Linked DNA regions of Mus musculus: all the other regions are linked to region 1. Evidence: chromatin contacts called from public Hi-C data. All regions are on one chromosome and are shown on one strand. The core of a region is the stretch at or near the end of the contact, and the rest is flanking DNA. Distances in the headings are between cores, read along the strand shown. Region 1 has its middle 290 kb from the start of Gm30904. Region 2 overlaps Gm30904 (a long non-coding RNA gene). Region 3 has its middle 68 kb from the start of Gm30904.

Region 1 (3,383 bases), core at 137-2,636:
TGCTGTCCCCATGTCCCGTGTCCTAAGGTATGGACAGGCTGTCTACACTAGTAATCAGTAGGCCCACTTTAATTTTTGAAGGAAAAACTGATAACTCAATACAATAAAGTAAGTTTGTTAAGGATGGCAGCTCTTTTAAATACTTTTCTCATTACCAGGACAAAGTAAATGATCAAAGCAACTCAAGGAAAAAAATGTTTATTTAGGCTCTGAGTTTGAGGGTATAATCCATCATGGCTGGACAGTCAAGGTAGCTGGAGCTTGAGGTGACTCGTTAGATCCATGGTGAAGAAGCAGGGAAAAATGTGGATATTCAACTCAGTTTCTGATTATGCACCTGAAAATCCAGATGCACTCGCATGTATATGCTTGACTCAGTGGATACAAAGGCTAGAGGATGTTGTCCTTGGTAAACTATGATGTCGTCTATGGTATCCTCTGAGCCACAACTCAGCAGTTCACTCAGGATGGCTGGCCACTGAGCTCAGTGTATCATCTTGTCTCTGCTCCCTCAGCCCTGGAGTTACAGACACATTCTTTCATGTCCTACTCTAATGTGGATGCTGGCCATCTGAACCCAAACCCCATGCTGTCTGGTCAGCTGAACATTGCCCTCACTCATGTTACAGATTTTCAAATAATTAATTCAGTGCTCTCTCTGCAGCAATCCTAGAACATCATAAAGTCTTTATCCTAACCAAAATGCCATCATTCGTTGAATTCAATAGATTTGATGAGAGTTAAATGACACAGTAAGAAATAATAGTGCCGTTTTCTATAATATACAAGATGTAATTTTCTATCTGACATTTATAAAAAAAAAGACAATGAGAATTACTTTTACAGTCATAAAAGACAGCATAGTGTTGAATGACTTGAGAAATATTAAAACTAAATCTTTTACACACCTAATTTTTTTTCTATCTGGAACATATATTTCTCATGAATATTTGAACAAGTATGATAAATAGACATTAGAGAAAGTAAAACTTCTATTCTTTTTTTTTTTTAAACAGGAACAGGCTTAGTCTAGCACATACACATACTGGTAAATGCAAAGTCACTAAAGAAGAATCCTGGAAAAAGTCACGTCTTATCTGATCTGAGAATGGTTCCCATAAACTTGAGTTTCCCATGTTAAGAATGCAAGCAGCTCCAAAGGCAAGGCTGCTTCCTTTTGGTATTTCATAGTTTATACCAAATAAGCTTTAAACGTGCGAATGTTTCTCTTGTAACACGGTGTGCTACTGCAGAACTTACGGGGAAGAGGAGGGGACTTAGATCAAACAGATTCCATGCACTTCTGCGCGTATTCAGCTCAACAACTCAATGACTGCTGTATACACAAAGTTAAAACGGCAGAAATAAAGGCAGCTGTGCAGCAAACAAGTGAAAAAGCTTTCTGCTGCCCTCTGCTGATATTGCAGGATCTTCATGCATTCTGCAGGTGTTTATCTTGCAATGTTGGAAGAAAGATTTCCTTTGTGCCTTTGACTACATAAGATGAAAAATATCAATAATAATCATATTTCAATATATTAAATATAAAAGATGAGGACTAGTGGTTGTTTTTAAATTTCAGAATTGCTAAGGATAGTAACTCCTTGTCTTAGTTATATTTTCTGTCACTGTAGTAAAATACCCTGAGAAAAATAACTTAAAGAAGAAAGACATGAATTGGGCTAGCACTCTGAGGACACTGTCATCAGGCAGTGTGGAATACATGTCCCAGGGCTGGGAGTTTGAGTCAGTTGGTCAGATTGCATCTGCAGAGAGGAAGGAGAGAGTAATGGTTCTTCCTGCTCAGCTAGCTTCCTCCTCTCTATGTTAAGTACTCAAATGGTACCGCACTGCTTCCCTCCTACACAGGATCTCCTGGGTTCCTGGAGGTTGGCTTCTGCGTGATTCCAGAGCCTCTCAAGATGACCATCAACCCTAACTATCACATATCTTTTTCCACATTGTATTTTAGGAAAACAGAGATAGAGGCATTACTTCTTTAGAGTTCTCATACTTGCTCCTGTCTTTCTTGGGTTAGAAAGTAGGTTAATTTTCATTTATCTCTGATTAGTCAGTGCCCCCCTTTTGCCAATATTATTTGACTGTTCTCCATCCCACAGCTACATTCTTATGAAAGATAAAATGAGACACACATTCTTTTTTTTTCTCACTTAATCTTTTTTTTAATTAGGTATTTTCCTCATTTACATTTCCAATGCTATCCCAAAAGTCCCCCATACCCACCCCCCCTACTCCCCTACCCACCCACTCCCCCTTTTTGGCCCTGGCGTTCCCCTGTACTGGGGCATATAAAGTTTGCAAGTTCAATGGGCCTCTCTTCTTAAGGAAGAGAAAAATTATGTGAGTAAGAAAAGAACTTTAGTTTGCTAGGAGTTCTTAGAATGGTGAAATGAAAACACACTCTATTGGGCTGGAGAGAAAGTATAGTGGCTAAATACGTTTTTCTCTTCCATAAGACCTAACTTTAGTTCCCAAGACTTAAGTAAGGCATCTTACAGCCACCTGTAACTCCAGCTTCAAGGGATCTAATGCCCTCTGCTGGTCTCCATGGGTACTCACACACATGCCTCTGTGCCTCTAGATCTGTCTTGGTCTCTCTCCTCTCTCGCTCGCTCTCTCTCTCTCTCTCTCTCTCTCTCTCTCTTTCCCCTCTCTCTATTTCTCTCCCTCTCCCCTTCTCTCTCTCTCTCTCTCTCTCTCTCTCATAAACAAAATGAAAATAAATCTTTTTAAAAATCAAATTTTATCAATGAGAGACAATCAATGTTTAGAATCATTTACTGAATTCCATTTAGCTCAGGAAAGCTTGAAATGAAAGTTGTGGATAGCATGCAATAAAAATATTCATGTAACATTTGGGAAAAGTCATGGTCTCTCTCTCCACACCCCACCCTCTCTCCAATCTCCCATCATTCTCACACCTCCCTACTTTCTGTTTCTTCATTCCATTTTCTAATGATGTGTAGTAAGAATATAGCCATATATTTAGAGTATTAAGAGTTAAGAACCATTAAAGTTAAAAAAAAAGAAACTATTATTTCAGCTATCAGTTTATTGTTCAGCACATATAAAATCTAAGCATGAATAACCCAAAAAATAAAACCTGAGAATTAAGTAATGCTTTCAAGATCTATGTTGTTGTTAGAGCCAAGTAATTAACTTCTCAGGGGAGAGGCATTGAAAAGCAACCAAGTTGTCTTTAAATATTATTCTGACAATAAAATGGTGATATCATTAGTGGCCGCTAGGGATTGGAAATAAACCTGGAAGTGGAAGTGTGGATAGAATTACTCATCTTGCTTGGCCAGAAGTGAGAAAAAGCAGAGTGGATAGAGGAGCCTCCCAAGTGCCATTCGCCAGCA
Region 2 (3,600 bases), core at 201-2,700, 300 kb before region 1:
GAATTTATTTATTTTAGTAATGGATGATTGAACCAAATTATTTAAATCCTTTGGCAATTTTCCTGAAATATTGATTGAATATGTGTTGTCTAGATGGAGTTTATATTAATTCATTTTGTTGAACATTTGCAGTTCTTGAGATGTTTTGTCGAGGACTGAAATAGCAAAATGACTGACATACCAAATTAAAGTCCTACTTTCTGCAGTAGCAGGAGTGAAATGGACCCTGAGTTGGGGAGGAGTTGCTGAAGTGTTAAGGCAATGTATCTGTGGAACTTTGGGGAAAGACTTTCTCCAGGAAACCAGCTCAGTTTGGATTTTTCCTGAAACAAAACTAGAGTGAGAACATGCAAGGCAAAAATAATACATTCTAGAAAGAAAAAAAAAAACCTGACAGCAACTCAGTTTCCAACTTCTTTTTAACTGGAGACTATAACACACAGAAGTAACTTTAATTTCATCAGAAATTTTATTATCATAAATTAACTAATTTAAGTAACACAGCTTAAAAATGTAGCAAAGAAACCTTGCTCTTCCTGTACATGACAATTATCTCTAGGACTTCTGGGAAGGCAGGGAAGAGAAGTGGTACAAAAAGCCTTGAAACTGTGGATTGTTTTATTGCTCAGGGGGGAGCCATTATATGAAGAAAAAGATCGAATCTTTAATGAAAGGAACACAGAGGTTGCAGAATGGTTTTCTTTTTTCTGCATAGCATATATTTTCTCTGTTGGGAGAAACCCAAATGATGTTGTGTAGACACAGGTATTTTCAGAGGAATTAGACAACTTCTAACAGATTGGCAGTGATGTTTCCAAAGTCGTCCGGTACACTGACAAAGAACCATTCAAGATGCCAACCTCAATGAGTTCCAGAGGTCTTCCTGTTAGTAGGCTCAAAGAGGCAAATTATAGATAGCAACCAATAACACCTTGACATTTCTACACCATGAATCAAGGGCTTTGTCTCCTGTGGACTGTGGTGAGCTTCCATTTTCCGATGTCCTGCATGATAGAATCAGCGTTTAGATTATGACTGATGTGGGTCACATAAGCTGGTTATAACATGAAAGTATAGTCTCTGTCAAATCAAAATAAAGAATGACTTTTTAGTAGATTATTGGCTCTGAGAAAAATCAATGTGTCAGGCCTTGAGTTAAGCATTTAAAACATTTGCAGGCACCCAGAGTCATAGACTTCAGACAATCTCTTCTTTATTAAAGACAGAGGGGGAAATTAAATTGGGGTCAGCTAACCATTGGATGCCTTTATATTTTCAGTCCCTGAAATGTTTGAAAGTGCGTTCAAGCGTTTGTTCTGAGAAACCGTGAAAGCTTTGACAATGTGGAAATGCTTAGATTAACATCAGAAGCCACCAAGCAGCCTTCTTGTTCTTATTATAGCTGGTGGCGCTGTCTTAATGAGGAATGATGACAGATTGAGCAAAGGGAAGCACAGGCGAAGTATGAGAGACAATTACAAGGCAGGGAGCTATGCCAGGGATGCCCATTGGGTCCTCTTCGCTTGAGCCATTTAACTCTAAGCTGGACAGTACACACCAGAAAGCAGGGTACAGAGACTTACCAGGTACTATTAGACCGACTCCTATTCCAAGGCATAGCATTTACTTATGGGAATTTAATGCATAGAAGAGTTCTATGGATTGGGTTTTTTTCTTTCCATTTATTGCTTGTGTGCATGTGTACATCTTTGTTGCCAGTGGTCAGAGGGCAACAAAAGGTGTTTGCCTAAGACCCTCTCAATCTTATTAGTAAGGTGTATGCCTCACTGCATTTGGAGACTGTTGATTGGCCTGGGCAGCTCAAGTCTTTGGGTTCTGCTCTGGTTCGTAGTAGTGGGACTACAGGCATATACCACCCAGCGTGATTTCTTTTAGGTGATTGCTAAAAACTGAGATCAGGTACTCACATGTGCATTATAAATCCTTTCCCACTGAGACACCTCTTCAGCCCTCATTCTAACATTTTTATCACCAACATTTTAAAAATAGCCTACATTTGTCAAGTATGAATTATATAAGAGTATGTACTTCCTTCCTTAGGTTGTGATAATACTGGAGCTAGTAGACTGTTGTAAGACAAAGATAAGGCTTTAGTGATTTCCTAAGAATTAAGTGGGTAAATGGATTGTTTTGAAAAATTTTCTCCTAGTATTCTCTATAAGGATGCTATGTTGTTGACTTTAAGGTACTCTGCATTGACTAGTAACCAAAAGATAAATATAACGATGTATCTACAAATGGTAGCGGGGGTTGGATCAGTATCACTTTCATAAAAGTTTAATGATTTGTTCTCTGTTATAGAGTTTTTAAATCGCCAGAAGCCAATTTATCCAAACATTTATCAGGTATCCCAAGTGGTCAGTGAATTGTGTTTCATTTATTTCCAAATCACATTTTACTGCCCATTTGTAAAGACAGTTCTGACTGGAGATGAGTGAAAAAGGCCAATGTTTTTCTTGTAAAACAAGACAATGAGAATGAGAAAGGTCTAGAAAAAAATACCCCCCTTTGATAAAAACGTCATGGATATTTCTATTTGCTTTTACCAATTCCAAAGTAATAAACCATCATTTCATACCTATGTAGATGTTATGGTCCCAGAAATAAGAAAAAATATGTGGAGAGCTCAGGTTTCCTGATGGGAACTTGCAAACAAACTATGTTTTCAGCTCTATCTAATGTTAGGAAAAATATTGTCTAAGTAGAAAACAATGGTCATTTCGATGTTTAAATTGAATCCAATTTTAATGATGGAAACATAGTTAAAACAGGGAAAAAAAAAGGCCCTTTGGAAGTTCCTCCTGGATAGTGCCTGGGTAGAAGAATATAGAGTATTGCATGGCGATATAGAAAAGCTATGCACATATGGAAATTATCTTGCTGCTTTCAATTAGAAAAACAAACAAACAAACAAACAAACAAAAAACAGGGAATAATGGTTTCCAGTCTTTGGCAAGCAGGAGTAAATCCAGCAGGTTCTAGCTTCATGAGGCTTTCCTGCTGGAGTCAGTAACTGGAGTGCAATGACAAACTCCAGTGCTGTCTGCCACATCTAGGAAAGCCCGACTTTCATGTTTCTATACAATGTTTGATGTATCTACCCTATCAAACACCTGCCAGTGGATTAACCTATTGATTATAGAGATAGAGTGTGTGATGGTTACATAGTGAGAATGTCCTACTTCTGAAGTAGACATTTGGAACTGCTGAAATGATACATTTTATTTTATGCGTGTACGCTTTGTGTATATAATCTTTTCATTTGAAGGTTCTTCACTGAAGTATGGTTTCAAATAAAAGTTTCTTTCCTGTTACTGATAAATAAACACTGGAATGTCAAATAAAAACTACTAGCTATTAAATAAAAAAGTTGACCTATAATATTGTATATTACTAATGCCAGCTATAATTTTCCTTTGCATAACTGCCAATAGCTCTTCCTACCAGCATGCACAGAGAAAGAGTGACATTTTGTTTTATTTATACTTGTCTTACCAATTTTGATTAGATGCATGAGGTAAAATGGCAGGCAAGCAAGAGCAAACAATGCCTCCTCAAGGATCCTGGAAATTCAAATCA
Region 3 (3,667 bases), core at 216-2,715, 360 kb before region 1:
GAAAAATGAAGACTGAAGTGTGGACACTATGCCCCTCCTTAGAATTGGGAACAAAACACCCATGGAAGGAGTTACAAAGACAAAGTTTGGAGCTGAGATGAAAGGATGGACCATGTAGAGACTGCCATATCCAGGGATCCATCCCATAATCAGCATCCAAATGCTGATACCATTGCATATACTAGCAAGATATTATCGAAAGGACCCAGATGTAGCTGTCTCTTGTGAGACTATGCCGGGGCCTAGCAAACACAGAAGTGGATGCTCACAGTCAGCTAATGGATGGATCACAGGGTTTCCAATGGAGGAGCTAGAGAAAGTAGCCAAGGATCTAAAGGGATCTGCAACCCTATAGGTGGAACAACATTATGAACTAACCAGTACCCCGGAGCTCTTGACTCTAGCTGCATATGTATCAAAAGATGGCCTAGTCGGCCATCACTGGAAAGAGAGGCCCATTGGACACGCAAACTTTATATGCCCCAGTACAGGGGAATGCCAGGGCCAAAAAGGGGGAGTGGGTGGGTAGGGGAGTGGGGGTGGGTGGGTATGGGGGACTTTTGGTATAGCATTGGAAATGTAAATGAGCTAAATACCTAATTAAAAATGGAAAAAAAATCTAGCACTTTCTCTGAAGCAATGCAGCTAGTAATACTAGTAATAGTCAAATTAAGATAAAGGCTCAGGCTGAATAGACTATCTAAAATATGTTAGCTCTCTAGTTTTCATGGAGTTCAGGAAGTAAAACACATTCAAATGTTTCATCCTTCTCAGGATGAGGATTTTTAAAAAAGGGATTATATACTCACACATCCTTCAGTGAATACATTGTGGTTAGCTTAATAATGTTGAAAATTTTACTGACATGGCAGGAAATTCATTGACTGTCTACTAGACTATTGCTGGCCACTCCAGTGCACTTTACCCCACAGTACTGAGGGGACACTAGCAGAATCACTTTGCTGATGGTAAAATCAAAGTTAGAACAGTTATGTAATTTTTAAGACCACATTGTACCTAGTTTTGGAGCTGGAATTTGAAGCCAAGTCTGACTATATAATTTAAATCTGCAAAAAAAAAAAAAAAAAAAAAAAGCACAGATGTCATGTACATCTCTGAATGTTATAGAGATCTTTTTATGTTTCTTGCCTAGGATCCAGCCATCCCACACTCTGATTATTATGATCTCAGGATGATGGTCTTTATTTTAAATAAACAGCTCCTTTTAGATTTAGGACAGTTAGCATCAAAGAGGCAGATGGTTCTTCTGCCATTAGTGTCCATCTAAAGAGGAAAAGAACATAATATACCCTGTATTAGCCACACCATGACTCACCATCGCAGACATCCATTTGCAACTTTCTTCCTCCCCTCCACATATATTAATACATTCTGGTTACCTGCTTATGTGCAGCATCAGTAAAGAAAATGACATATTTTTAAAAGAGTTGGGGAATTATGAAGAGATGCATCACCTCTTAGTCTTGCCTGACTCATTACACAAAACTTCTTTTCAATGACTCACTCACAAGGACAGTAAAAAAGACTTTGTTCCTCACATAACACTTTCTTGAATAAGTACCAGCTCCACTGTCTGTTGGTTGAAGACAAAGAGAGGTATTAGCATGCTTCAAGTGGTCACACCAGTCTTGGCCCAGTTACAACAACCTCATGGTCATTTCTAAAGCCTGAAGATCTAAGCTCACAGCTGACATTTAAGACAACTTCTGTATCCATTGTTCAGTAATAGAAGATTGTCAGAGAAGATACTTAGTGCAGGCTCCTTCCTGGCCCAACATTTCCCATATTCTGCACACACCATATTCACCTGACATGTGACAGTATGGGACTGATTACAATAGGACATGGTTAGTGATTGTGACCCAGATGTCTGACCCCAGTTTTGTTGCCATACACCAAAAGAAAAGTCCTTTTGATATGAATCTGAAATCTCTAAAAGAAAAGGCAACCTCTAAAGTGTGAGGAAGGCAGTGCAGTAAAGTAGTTCACATTGTGCAAGCATAAGGACCTGAGTTACATCTCAAGGTCCACAGAAAAGTGGGCCATGGCAGTGAGATGGTAAAAACCCAGTGCTAGGACCCAGTCTAGCCAGAATCAGTGAGAGACCCTGTCTTAAAAAATAAGATGGAGTGCTATTGAGGAAGATATCTTGTGTCAAACTCTTATTTCCACACTCACATAAATATATCTATATGCACCCACCGCACTTCCATACATGTGGCTACACATGTGAACACTTATATGGTGCAAAGACACACACACACACACACACACACACACACACACACACACACACACACACAAACACACACACACACAGAGGGAGAGAGAGAGAGAGAGAGAGAGAGAGAGAGAGAGAGAGAGAGAGAGAGAGAGAGGACAAAGTCCAAGTTAGTGTTGGTACTATGACCTTCCTGCTCTCTTCCCAAGTCTGAGAATCTCAGGATCTGATTGTGAAGAAAGATGCCTCAGTAAGAGACCTGCTGTACAGAAATGCCTGCTAATGGGAGGAAAGTCGCTTGGTCTTGCGAAGATTATATGTCCCAGTACAGGGGAATGCCAGGACCTTGAAGCAGGAGTAGGTGGGTTGGGAAGCAGGGTAGGAAGAGGGTATAGGGGACTTTCAGAGAGGAAACTAGGAAAGGGGATAGCGTTTGAAATGTAAATGAAGAAAATATCTAATTTAAAAGAAAGAAAGAAAGAAAAGAAATGCCTGGTAAATCTTACAATTCCCCTTGTGGAAGAAACTTCCTTTTTTTTTCTCTTTCACTGTGAGAGGAGCTTCTTGTTCCATGCAAAGGATGAGCTCGATCATATCAGTCTTGCTAAAGCACTAATGTCTTTTCTTCATGCTCTTTTACTGATTTTAAAACATAAAGTTTGGGTCACTGAGAGTGTTTTTCTAAAGGTCTTTTATTTGTAGCTTTAGCTTCTGTCCATGAGTTGGACATGTTTCCTCTTGCAAGTGCTACCTGTCTTTGCCTTATAGAAGCCTAAAAGCAATGGGAAATCTTTGCCATTACTGTAATGTAATGTGCCAGAATAAAACTTTTTTTGCAAGAATATAAAGTATTTTCATAGTTATTGGAGCTAAGCCATATAGATACTTCTTAAAAGACACTTATAACAGATCCTCTAAAGCAGGCAATTTTATGCCAAGGTTATATTTCTAAGTCTGTATCCTTAAGGGAAGGATATTTGTAAAATAATATTGTGAGGTATTTTACAGTGGTGAATGCCACTACATTTTTATTATGGAAGTAGATATACTGATCTTGGAATATGATTACAGAGAACTCTATCCACACAATTGTACTGTGGCAGGTACATGTAATCCTGGCAAAATTTGAAAGATGTTTGTAGATTTTATCATTTATCTTAGGAGTATTCATTCAGATCTGATAACATCATAGTTATGTAAGATGTCCAAATCTTAGTTTTGTTTTATGTTGGTGTGATAAAAATAGCCTGATAAAATCAACTTAACAGAAAAGGGAATTTTTTGATTCATGGTTCCATGTTTTATTGCACAGAAATCCAGGGCAAAGGAATTTAAAGTGTTTAGTCATATATGATATCCACAGGGGAGAAAAAACACAACGAATTAATGTATGCATGCCAGCACTCAGCTTGCTTTCTCCAATCT

Evidence for each region. A called contact is a pair of places that touch in the nucleus more often than the background predicts.
Region 2: a Hi-C map of cortical neurons shows a contact between it and region 1, with 3 times the contacts expected there. The contact joins two enhancer-like sites. A contact is called at or near these places in 4 of 484 Hi-C or Micro-C datasets (cerebral cortex, cortical neurons and forebrain).
Region 3: a Hi-C map of cortical neurons shows a contact between it and region 1, with 2.4 times the contacts expected there. The contact joins two enhancer-like sites. A contact is called at or near these places in 4 of 484 Hi-C or Micro-C datasets (cerebral cortex and cortical neurons).

The regions. Positions count from the first base shown.
Region 1 is chr2:8,636,930-8,640,312 of GRCm38.p6, forward strand. No RefSeq gene overlaps it. Among named protein-coding and RNA genes, the nearest start is that of Gm30904, 290 kb to the left of the region's middle. Within about 2 kb of position 1,387, at least 5 of the 459 cell types and tissues checked have an H3K27ac peak or open chromatin away from gene starts, as enhancers often do. A contact at or near this core is called in cortical neurons, where this site is marked.
Region 2 is chr2:8,337,056-8,340,655 of GRCm38.p6, forward strand. It overlaps Gm30904 (a long non-coding RNA gene), which reads right to left. Exons shown (of 3, transcript XR_373985.2): 2 at 3,517-3,584; 3 at 447-1,004. Among named protein-coding and RNA genes, the nearest start is that of Gm30904, 6.5 kb to the right of the region's middle. Within about 2 kb of position 1,451, at least 6 of the 459 cell types and tissues checked have an H3K27ac peak or open chromatin away from gene starts, as enhancers often do. A contact at or near this core is called in cortical neurons, where this site is marked.
Region 3 is chr2:8,275,001-8,278,667 of GRCm38.p6, forward strand. No RefSeq gene overlaps it. Among named protein-coding and RNA genes, the nearest start is that of Gm30904, 68 kb to the right of the region's middle. Within about 2 kb of position 1,466, at least 10 of the 459 cell types and tissues checked have an H3K27ac peak or open chromatin away from gene starts, as enhancers often do. A contact at or near this core is called in cortical neurons, where this site is marked.